Linked DNA regions of Manis javanica: region 1 is linked to region 2. A link is a contact called in public Hi-C data. All regions are on one chromosome and are shown on one strand. The core of a region is the stretch at or near the end of the contact, and the rest is flanking DNA. Distances in the headings are between cores, read along the strand shown. Region 1 holds the start of COA1 (cytochrome c oxidase assembly factor 1). Region 2 holds the start of STK17A (serine/threonine kinase 17a).

Region 1 (5,457 bases), core at 17-2,516, 160 kb after region 2:
ATTGTGCTCATGGCTGTACAACTTTGTGAATGTAGTACATATCAATGCACATTTTAAATGGGTTAGTTAGTTGTGTTAACTATATTTCAATGTTATTTTTTTTAAAGACCTGTAGAATGCGTATCTTTTTCCTTTTTTTTCATTATATTCCCAGCTTCTAAAACAATACCTGGCAATATTAGGAGTTCAATACATTCTGAAAAAAATGGAAAAATAAATTTGAAAATGTCGGTAAACCATTATAAAATTTGTCATATCCAAAGTAATGAAATTACTGCAGGTTGGCCTAACAGAAGCATGTGTATACGTAGGTGTGCTTTCCATGAAAAGTCTGTAAAACTCAGAAGCAAGACACTGAAGGGTCTTAAAGCCAGGCTAAGGCATTTATATTATCCTGATCCAATGGGAAAGTAAGATTTTAAGCAGAGGAATAATACAATCAGATCTGTTTCAAGTCTGCAAAGTGGAAGTAAAGAGTTAATTCTTTCCAAAGGTGAAGTAGAGTCATAAACACCTAAGAAATAGAACTACCCTTCAGGTGAGAAGGGGAAGAGTCAAGGAAGGTACGAGGGGAAGCAAGTATCAAAATATAAAAATCTTGGTGGATTTCCAAAATTACACACAGCACACCACACACACACACGCGCACACGCGCCGTCGCCCACACTGAAAATCACTTTCATAGTCAGCCTTTGTATGAAGGTCAAGTGTAATGGGGACAAAAATTACAATGACCGCTGAGCCATAGAGTTATTTTTTACAATCATTTGGGTACGATCCTCCTCGGAGTGTTTCAACTTAGGAACATGAACAAAGTGCCCCCAACTCTTCACAAATGTTTTCTTGACAAAGCTCAGCGAGACTGCAGGGCAAGGCCATCGTCGTCTACCCACGTTCTCACACTCCGGGATGAAGGGGACAGTCTGGCTCATCTCAAGGCGCGGAGCCCACCAAGGGTCCCCTGGCGCCAAGCACGCCATGGAGGAAGGTCGCGCGACACGGCGAAGGCGCGAGCCGCCAGGAGGTGACCCCCAAGGGGACTCCCCTTACAGCAGCCCACCCCGCGCGGCCGCCGGACTGCGGGAAGAAACGCTTGTGAGAGTAGGAGATACCTGGATTCTTTCTCCCGGGGGAAATCTAACCTGCTAGGAACGACAGTACCATGCCGGAGCCAGGGTGAACTGCCCTTTCAGCCGTGAGCAGCGGCTGCAACTGGGTGACCAGCGCGCTCCGCTAAGAGCAAGAGACACCCCCAGGAGCAGTGGAGACTTCCGGCGTGTCCTCCTCGCGGGGCTAGAGTGTCGAGTCGCGCGAGCCGCTGGCGAAATGCGGCCCAGCGCCCCCCAGGGGCAGATCCCAGACAGAGACGACCTGGGCCGCCGGACCGCCGCCTTCTAAACGCTCGGAGTCGTGTTCCCAAGGGGTTAGGCGACTCAAAGCCCGGCTTTTTTGTTTTCTGTGTCCCGTTAGTCTCCAACATACGTCCAGTCCAGCAGCGCCTGCCGAGAAAATTTAAACCACCGGTAGCGCTTCATGTGTAGCGCTTCATAGCTGGCGCCTCAACTGACCTCTGAGGACACAAAACCACGGGCCATTTGAGCCCTACTCGCACTGAGGTCCATTTTGCCCCATTCGGCTGCGAAATTTGGCAACACAATTTTCTTTTATTCACCAAACACTTAATAATGCCTCCTGTGCTCCGGAGAATGCAGGGATAAAAAAGAACTGTAATGGTTCTCATGGAATGTAGCAGTAATATGGATAATAATGGTATTTACCTCATAGATTTGTTCTGAGGATTAAAGCACTTAGAATAGTGTCTGGCACTTTGTAAGTGCTCAGTAAACGTTAGTTATTTTCATCTTGATCATTCATTGCCATTATTACCACCGTTATCGTCGTCACTTACGTTTTTAGTGTCAAGCTTGAAGTCCAAGCTTTCCTCTAAAAGCAATGCATCTCACTTTATCAAAGCAGCCTTTTGTTAAATTACGAATCCCCAGAATAGTTCTTTTATGAAGAATTAATCGAAACTAATCAGATTTTGAGGCACTTGAAGTACAGGACTATTTCAGTGGTTTCTTAAACAGAGGAAATGAAATAAAATGGGCATTGATTGAGTAATCATTGATCTGACATTGACTATTGACTTCTTAAATTTCTGAAGAACGAGATCAAGATTGAAATGCCCTTGGAGTGTATCGATTGCCAACAATATAAATATGTACCATCGACTTGCTTTAATTGTACTCTGATGTTATAACCTCTTCTCCCATTTTATGCCTCTCTTTATGTGTTTTCTTATGTTTCCTTTTTGCTTTTAAGAGAGATCCATCTTTTATATCTCCAGTATCCCTTTCCTCTTCATTAGAGACTTCTAAATCTTAAAAGTTAAAAATCAAAAAATAAAGACATAAGAAATAAGAACCTTATTTATTTAATTCTAACCTGAAATTTATTAAATACCTTTGTTTTCTTTGTAGACTTCTGAAGCTTCTTTTCTAATGTCTTTGAACCATTTGCTTTACTTTTGATCTGGTAGTTAGGTATTGGGCATCTTCGGAGCTACTTCTTTTCCTGCTTGGTCTGACTAAAGGTAAGTTGGATGCTTCAGCTCTTTCCCATTTTTCCTTTTTCTTGGAGGGTGGCTTTTGGGGTTCAGTTATCTCTACTTTGGAGCCCTCAGAAGCAGTACTGTATCTTTTCTGTTTACAGATGCTCTCCTTGCTTGTGTCCACATTTAACTCTTTGATCTGGATATTGTCTTCCTTTTTCATTTGGCCTTTCTTCTTCTTTCCCTTTTCTTCTGTAACAATGCTATAATTGGTTTGCTAATTTTACAGCTTTATCTACTTAAATATCAAATAACTCACCTGCTACTCTAAGGGCAGGAATGGGCTTATTTTCACTGTCTTAGGAAATATACGAGGCTTTCTGGTAGGTTGTTAAGAAACAAATAAAATAAGCAAAACAAGTTTTGTTATTCTTTAAAAACACTAATTTTCCTTTACTTTTTAAGTTCTGGACCTACCTCAATAGCCTTTACTGCTTGTTCTTCTGTTTCAAATTCCACAAAAGCAAATCCCCTGGCATATCCAGTAGATTTATAATGTGGTATACTTACATAAACAACATTGCCACATTTCCCAAATACTCTTTCGATCCAGCTGTGATTAACATTTTTGGGAAGTAAATCCTATGATAAATTAGAAGTACTAAATGTTAGCATTCTTACTCAGAAGGTCAGTAAATTTTTACTTGAATATTGAAAATAAAAAGATTGCAATGCCTTACACTAAGTTTGATACTTAACAGACTAAATCAATTAATAAAAGCTTATGAAGTTGTGTATATGTGCATTTCATATAATATTCATGAAAATAAACTCTGGATCAACAAGTTCATCTATCATATGAAAAAGAGAAACATATTTACTTTGCAAATAAGAAAGCATAAAATAGACATTCTGACCATTTGCTTGAAACCTCAGAATTTATGCTTCCATTACTGGACTTAAATCTCCTGAAGTTTTGGAATATATTTTGATATGGTTTTAAAAATATTTTACAGTAAGTAATGTTGGTGTGTATATACCTGCTATTTATGCCCCTTACTCCTTTGTAGCATAAATTATATTTTATTCAAATAGCAACCCTATTCCCACTATTAGAAAATGATACTGATTCAATCTAAACCAATCACTATACAGAATTCCTCTAGGAATGGTTATTGTTCAAGAGATGAGCAATGATACAAGTTGGCTCAATGAAATAAGGAAAAGGACTTCCATTTCTTGCTTAGGACAAAGTTTCTAACATATTCTCCTCTAGACATAGAAACATCTAGCCCGTACTGCCATTGACAGCCATCTTGCCAACCACAGGGAATATAACTGATGCTGATGACAGCTGAACAAAGTGATAGAAATACCATTCCAAACCTGGAGCCCACCCTCTTTTTGAACTTCTTGTAGGGATATATGTTTACTTATTGTTTCCTGATAGAGATAGAGTAAAGATTAAATGAGTTAAATAGTGTTAGTAATATTGTAAGTGCTCAAAAATGTTAGTTATCATTATTGTTAGGTATGTCTGAGACAGAGATTCTATTTCTTATAGCCCAAATTATCCTATCTGATAGGTACTCTATCTCTCTTTCTCCTATATATTTAAGGAAAGGATCTGTTTTGCTACCTCTTAACTTCTAAGGAGCCAAGACAAAGTTAGGAGGTGGAGAGAGGATAGGGATTGACTATAACACTGTCTATGAGGGGTACTGTGAAGTGGTGAACTGGCCAGTTTGAGAAATGTAAGCAATAGCAGCACAATTCAATCCAGCCTATCATCTGTCTTTCAGCAGCAACCTGGATCTGTCAAATCTGAATGGAGTTACACTACCTGATAGTAGTTTATATACATGAAAGTATCATTTTCTGCATGTTAATATTTTACTCTACTGCCTTACTAAGTAGCCTTATTGTTTGGAATTGATTCTTTTAGGTTTTCTAGGATTATAATCATATCATTGAAATGGTGAGTGTTTTACCTAATCCCATTCAAATTTTATACCTTTAATTTATCATATCCCATTGCATTGGCTAGTATTTCCAGTAAAAATATTTAATAATAGTGAAGACAGTGGGCTTCCATGTCATATTTTTCCTCTAATGGCATATCTTCACAATTTTCCCATCAAGTATGCTGCTAGTTTGGGGAACTGAGGTAGATAACTCTTATCATGTTAAGGAAGTGTCCAGCCATTGAGAGAATAGAGAAAACTTTGACAGAGTCTTTGAGAAAACAAAGCATTGAGCATGTCGTTACATCTTGTCATAAAAGCAAGTGTAAACTAGGTTATATTTACCTCAAAAACACTAATAACATTAACATTATCTGGTACAAATGTCCTTTCCTGATTACCTTACATAATATCATCATGAAATTGAGTCCTGAGAGGTGTTTTTATAAGAAATTCCCCTGTGCTATCCTGATTTTTAACCCTGAAAAATTCTTTGTTATCTCTTACAAAATATCATCTCTAATTCAAAGTCTATGCTTGCTCTACATGTTTGTTATGTATGAGAAATTGCATAGATCCACTACAGTTTTGTTATAGAAAGTTGTGCCTGTTTAAATATGCTGGTTGTAGAAAATATGGATATTTTATAATTATAAAAAGTTAGGTCTTCAAGAAGATATAATAATTCTAAATTTATATGCAATTTATAGCAGAGATTCAATATATATGAAACAAAAATTGAAAGAATTAGAAAAAGCAATCATAATAGTGGGTGATCTTAACATTCATCTCTCAGCAATTAATAGAACAACTAGACAAAACATCAGTAAGTGTATAGAAGACTTATACACATCATTAACTAACTTGACCTATTGCACCTCTTCATAAAAAGCAAAATGTACGCTTTTTAAGTGTACAGAATATTCACTTTTATGCTGA
Region 2 (5,703 bases), core at 2,587-5,086:
AAATTTCTTGAGGAAAATTGAAATGAAAACACAACATTCCAAAACCTATGGAAAGCAAAAAGCAGTTCTAAAAGGGAAGTTCACAGCAATATGGGCCTATCTCAAGAAAAAAAAAAAGTGTCAAAGAAATGATCTAACATTACATTCAAAGGAATTAGAAAGAGAAGAAAAACAAAGCCCAAAGTTAGCAGAAGGAAGGTAATAATAACGGTCAGGATGGAAATAAATGACAGAGACTAAAACAAATAGAAAAGATCAATGAAACTCAGAGCTGGTTCTTTGAAAAGATAAACAAAATTGATAAACCTTTTACTAGACTCATCAAGAAAAAGAGAGACCCCAAATAAACAGAATCAGAAATGAAAGAGGAGAAATTACATCAATACCACAGAAATATAAAGGATCAAAAGAGAATGCTATGAACAATGAAATGCCAACAAATTAAACGATCTAGAAGAAATGGATAAATCCCTAGAAACATATGACTTTCCAAGACAGAATCATGAAGAAGTAGAAAATCTGAATAGACTTATTACTAGTAGTGAAATATAATCAAAACCCAAAACCTTCCCAACAAACAAAAGTCCAGGTACAAATGGCTTCACAAGTAAATTCTACCATACATTTAAAAACTGTTCCAAAAATTAGTGGAAGGAACATTTCTAAATTCATTTTATGAAGCCAGCATTACCCTGATACCAAAACCAGACAAAGACACTACAAAAAAAGAAAATTATATGCCGTATCTCCAATGAACATACATGCAAAAATCCTCAACAAAATATAACCAAACCAAACTTAACAACATATTAAAAGGATCATACCATGATCAAGTGAGATTCATCTAGGGATACTTGAGGATGTTTTAGCATCCACAATCAGTGTGATATGCCATGTTAACAAAATGAAGAAGAAAAATCATATGATCACCTCAATGGAGGCAGTAAAAGCATTTAACAAATTTCAAAATCCATTTTAATAAAAACTCTCAAGAAATTGGGTATAAAGGGAATGTACCTCAACCTAATAAGGACATGTATGGCAAACCCATAGCTGACATCATACTTAATGGTAAGAAGCTGAAAGCTTTTTCTCTAAGGCCAGGAACAAGACAAGGATGCCCATTCTCACCACTTTTATTCAACATATTATTGGAAGTCCTAGTCACAGCAACTAAGTAAGAAAAATAAATTAAATATTTCAAATTGGTAAGGAAGAAGTAAAACTGCCACTATTTGAAGATGACAAGATACTATATACAGAAAACCTTAAAGCCTCCGCAAAAAAAACTAATAGAATAAATGAATTTATTGGAAATAAATTTAGTAAAGTTGAAGGATACAAAATCAATATACAGAAATCTGTTGCATTTCTATACACCAATAACAAACTATCTTAAAGAGAAATTAAGAAAACAACCCCACTTACAATTGCACCAAATGAAATAAAATACTTAGGAATAAAGATAACCAAAGAGGTGAATGACCTGTACTCTGAAAACTGTAAGATTTGATTAAAGAAATTGAAGACAACACAAATAAACAGAAAGACATTCTGTGCTCATGATTGGAAGATTTAATGTTATTAAAATTTTCATACTATCCAAAGCAATCTTCAGATTATGGAATCCTTTTCAAAATACCAATGGCATTTTTAATAGAAGTAGAACAAAGAACCCTAGTCTTTGTATGAAGCCACAACAAACCCTGAATACTGAAGGTAATCTCAAGAAAGAAGAGCAAAGCAGGAGGTATCAAGTGCCCAGATTTTAAACAATCCTACAAAGCTAAAGTAATCAAAACAGTGTGGTACTGGCACAAAAACAAACACAGAAGAATGCATCATAATAGACAGCCCAGAAATAAAACCTATGCTTATATTCTCAGTGAATTTATCACAAAGGGAGCAAAAACATACAATGGGGAAAGACAGTCTCTTTAATAAAAGGTGCTGGGAAAACTGGTCAACTACATGCAAAAGAATGAAACTGGACCACTTATACCATATACAAAAAATAAATTAAAAATGGATTAAGGACTAAAAACCATTATGTAACTCAAAAAGACCTGAAGCCATAAAACTGCTTGAAGAAAACATAGGTAGTAAGCAATTTGACATCCATCTTAATATTTTTTTTGGATATGTCTCCTCAGGCAGGGCAACAAAAGCAAAAATAAACAAATGGAAGTACATCAAACTAAAAAGTTTTTGCACAGAAAAAGAAACCCTCAGCAAAATGAAAAGGCAGCGTACTGAGTGAGAAAAGATGCTTTCAAATGCTATATCTGATAAGGAGTTGATACCCAAAATATATAAAGAATGTGCATAAAATGTGTATAACTTGTACAACTCAATATCAAAAAACAAATAACCCTATTTAAAAATGAGTGGAGGACCTGAATAGACATACAGATGACCAACAGACACATGAAAAGATGCTCAACATCACTAATCATCAGGGAAATGCAAATCAAAACTACAACAAGATATCACCTCATACTATTAAAAAAGACAAGAAATAACAAGTGTTGACAAAGAGTAAAGAAAAAGGAACCCTGTGCACTGTCAGTGGGAATATAAAGCGGTACAGTTACTGTGGATCCAACAATTTGCTTCTGGGTGTTTACTCAAAGGAAATGAAAACACTAACTTGAAAAGATACATGCACCCCCACGTTTACTGCAGCATTATTTACAATAGCCACGATATGGACACAACCTAAGTGTTCATGGACAGGTGAATCATATATATATTGCCATCTGTGACAAAATAGATGGGCCAAGAGGGTATTATGCTGCTAAGTGAAATAAGTAAGACAGAGAAGGACAAATACAAAAAAATGGAAACTGATGGGCATTTTCTTGTATTCTCATTTGTCTCATTAAATCTCATTCCTTCATGACTTAGTAAATGCTGTGATCATGAAGTCATCCCTAACGTCCTTACACCATTGGTTTCTTAGTTTCTTTGAAACAAAGCCATTTTTCTTATATGTGGACTCTAAAGAACAAATGAAGAAGCAAAAATCAGAAGCAAACTTACTGATACAGAGAACCAACCGCCTGCAAGGAGGGATCTGGGGGGACAGGTGAAGTAGGTGAAGGGGATTAAGAGGTAAAAACTTCCAGTTATAAATGAAATAAGTCATGAGGAGGTGATGTACAGCATAGGGAATATGGTCAATAATATTATAATAATTTTGTTAGTGACAGATGGTAACTAGGCTTATCATGGTGATCATTTCATAATGTATAAAATATGGGATTATTATTTGTACACTTGAAGCTAATATAATATTGTAGTCAATCATAAATCAATAATTAAAAAAATACTAGATGAGAGCACCTTGAAAGTTAAATATAGGAAGAATGGAGACAGGAAGAATTTCATAGGGCTGGTGTGAGAGCTTAATAATATTTACCTAACTCCTGCCTCCAGAGCTGCCCCCCCGGTGCAAAAAGGAACCAACTGCTGGAGGCACCTCCCACGTGCTGTACGGAGCGGGCACCAGAATATCACCATGCCTCCCCACCGGCCCAAGGGAAAGTGGATCATAAACCTCTGACTTTTCGTATGCCTTTCACTAACAGAAGCTCAGATTTTGGAACTCAGATGCTCAACAGGTGCACAGCTGATGACACAGCTGGCCTAGGCGGGAAGTGTGGAGGGAGCCTCCTGGCCTCCAGGACGCCTGGGCGGGCCCCTAGGCTGCACCTTCCTTCCTTCGACTGCAGAGGGTGCGCACGGGGCACCGGCTGTCGGGGCCCCGCGGGCGTTCAGCGAAGAGGCGGGGCCGGGACCGGGGGCGGGCCGCGGGGCGGGTCCGCAGTTGCGCGACCGGATGCCGCAGTCTGAGCGCGGCGAGGGGAAGAGCCAGAGGCTGGAGGTTTAGAGCTCCCGCACGGAGCTCCAGGAGGCGGGACCGTTACCCGCCTGCAGCTCGGAGCGAGCCGGGGGACCGGAAAGGAGGCGCGCCCGAGCACCATGGTGCCCCCGGAGAAGCCAGGAGGCGGCGGCTCCTCCTCGGCCGCGGCCTCAGGCTCAGGCCGGGGTCTGAGCGCGCCGCGCCGGCCGCCGCTCCCGCCCCCGGCCCGCGGGCTGCTGACGGAGATCCGCGCCGCCGTGCGCCCCGAGCCCTTCCAGGACGGCTACAGCCTGAGCCCGGGCCGGGAGCTGGGCAGGTGAGGCGGGCGGGCGCGCTGGCGGCGGCGCGGGGCCGATAGCGCGCGCTGTGACTTGGCACAAAGTTGGGGGCGGGCGGCAGCTGATCCGCGCCGGAGTCGGCGCGGTGCTCCGCGAGCGTGTGGGGCGAAGCCCCCGAGGGCAGTTACCCAAAGCGAGACCCCCTCCGTTGCAGCGGCCCGCGGTTCTCGCGGTCCCGTAGGGGCAGGGGCGTGCGAGCCGCCCTGCTCGTGGGAGCCCGCGACAGCGAGTCTGCAGGAAAACCCGAGGTTAAGAGTCAGCTTGTTTTTACCTTAAACTGTGGATTCTTCGGTCTCCTGTGGCGGTAATAAAAGATAACATCAGCGTGACAGCTTTCTCTGCACCCGCGCGGTGTGAACTGTCAGCCTTCTGCTGATTTCATTTCGGGTTCTTGGTTTTGTGCTATTTTAGCACTGAAGTGTGTTAAGTCCTGGTACCTTCGGTTCAGTTGGTTTCATTTCCGAGCTCTGTGCCCTTGGCCCTCTTTCCCTTTCTACCCGCTCTGGGCCGGCCCTTGTCTTCTCCTCTCGCCAACTCTTGTAGAGATAGGGTGCCTTACTACTTGGTTTTTTGTTGTTTTATTTTAAATAGTAAGAGGCTAAGGCTGTTTGGACACTTTACGTTTTTGAATGTTGAAGAAAGGTGAGGTAGTGATGGGGGTTTGGGGACGGACTGACTCCCCTTTACCTTGAGAACAGATTGGAGAAGTCGTGAGAAGCGCTGGCTTTGGGTCAGATCTGAGTTCCTGTCCTGGCCATGTGTGCTATGCGTGCCTTTGGGTGGACGCCTTAGGCTCCCCAGCCTCACGCGTCTCACCCATTAAATCAGTGGAAAGACATTGTCTCCCTCATAAGGGTGTCGGGAAGAGTCAGTGCCTGTAAAGCTCATGCCACTGGGCCTGGCACCTAGACTTCAGTAAGTGTCAGCGTTGCAAACATTTGTCATGGTTGCAAAATTGCACCATGTTGTAATTAGGAAAGGCCCTCACCATTATGACAGGCTCTTGGAAAAGGAGGGTCTTGTAACATTGGTTACAAAAAACGTTTAAAATGCACTGCTTTACAGATAATAAGGTAACTTTTAGAAATAGCTCTTTTTTGAAGGGGACCCATGTTAAAAATTTCTTATTTCAAATGTTTACAAAAGGAAAAACATCTTTCAGGAGCAGGGTTTACTTCACTGTGATAGGCCCTAATTACGTGGATTTACACACGCTGTGAAGTATGACAAAAGATGGAGAGAGCTACTGACTCAGCTGGGTATTCGAATTCGTTGAAATTCCAGACATTCTGAAGTAACCCTGATTTCTTGAAGAATGGAAGCTGAGACTTTCTATTATTTGAGTTGTCTGGCTTCATTCCACAAGAGGAAAACTGGTATTATAACACCGAAATGCCTTCCGGTGGCAAGCACTGTCTTGTAGACTTTATAACAAGTGATTTAATCTGAAAAAAATGACTTGTACCACCCACCAGGTGTCGTGATGCTGATTCCTTCAGG

The links. A called contact is a pair of places that touch in the nucleus more often than the background predicts.
Region 1: a contact with region 2 is called in a Hi-C map of fibroblasts, with 4 times the contacts expected there. The contact joins the promoter of COA1 here to the promoter of STK17A in region 2. A contact is called at or near these places in 2 of 2 Hi-C or Micro-C datasets (blood and fibroblasts).

The regions. Positions count from the first base shown.
Region 1 is chr6:97,366,104-97,371,560 of MJ_LKY, forward strand. COA1 (cytochrome c oxidase assembly factor 1) reads right to left here and starts at 1,267. Exons shown (of 11, transcript XM_073239108.1): 1 at 1,113-1,267.
Region 2 is chr6:97,203,495-97,209,197 of MJ_LKY, forward strand. It overlaps STK17A (serine/threonine kinase 17a), which reads left to right and starts at 3,837. Exons shown (of 8, transcript XM_037003124.2): 1 at 3,837-4,181. The coding sequence starts at 3,985.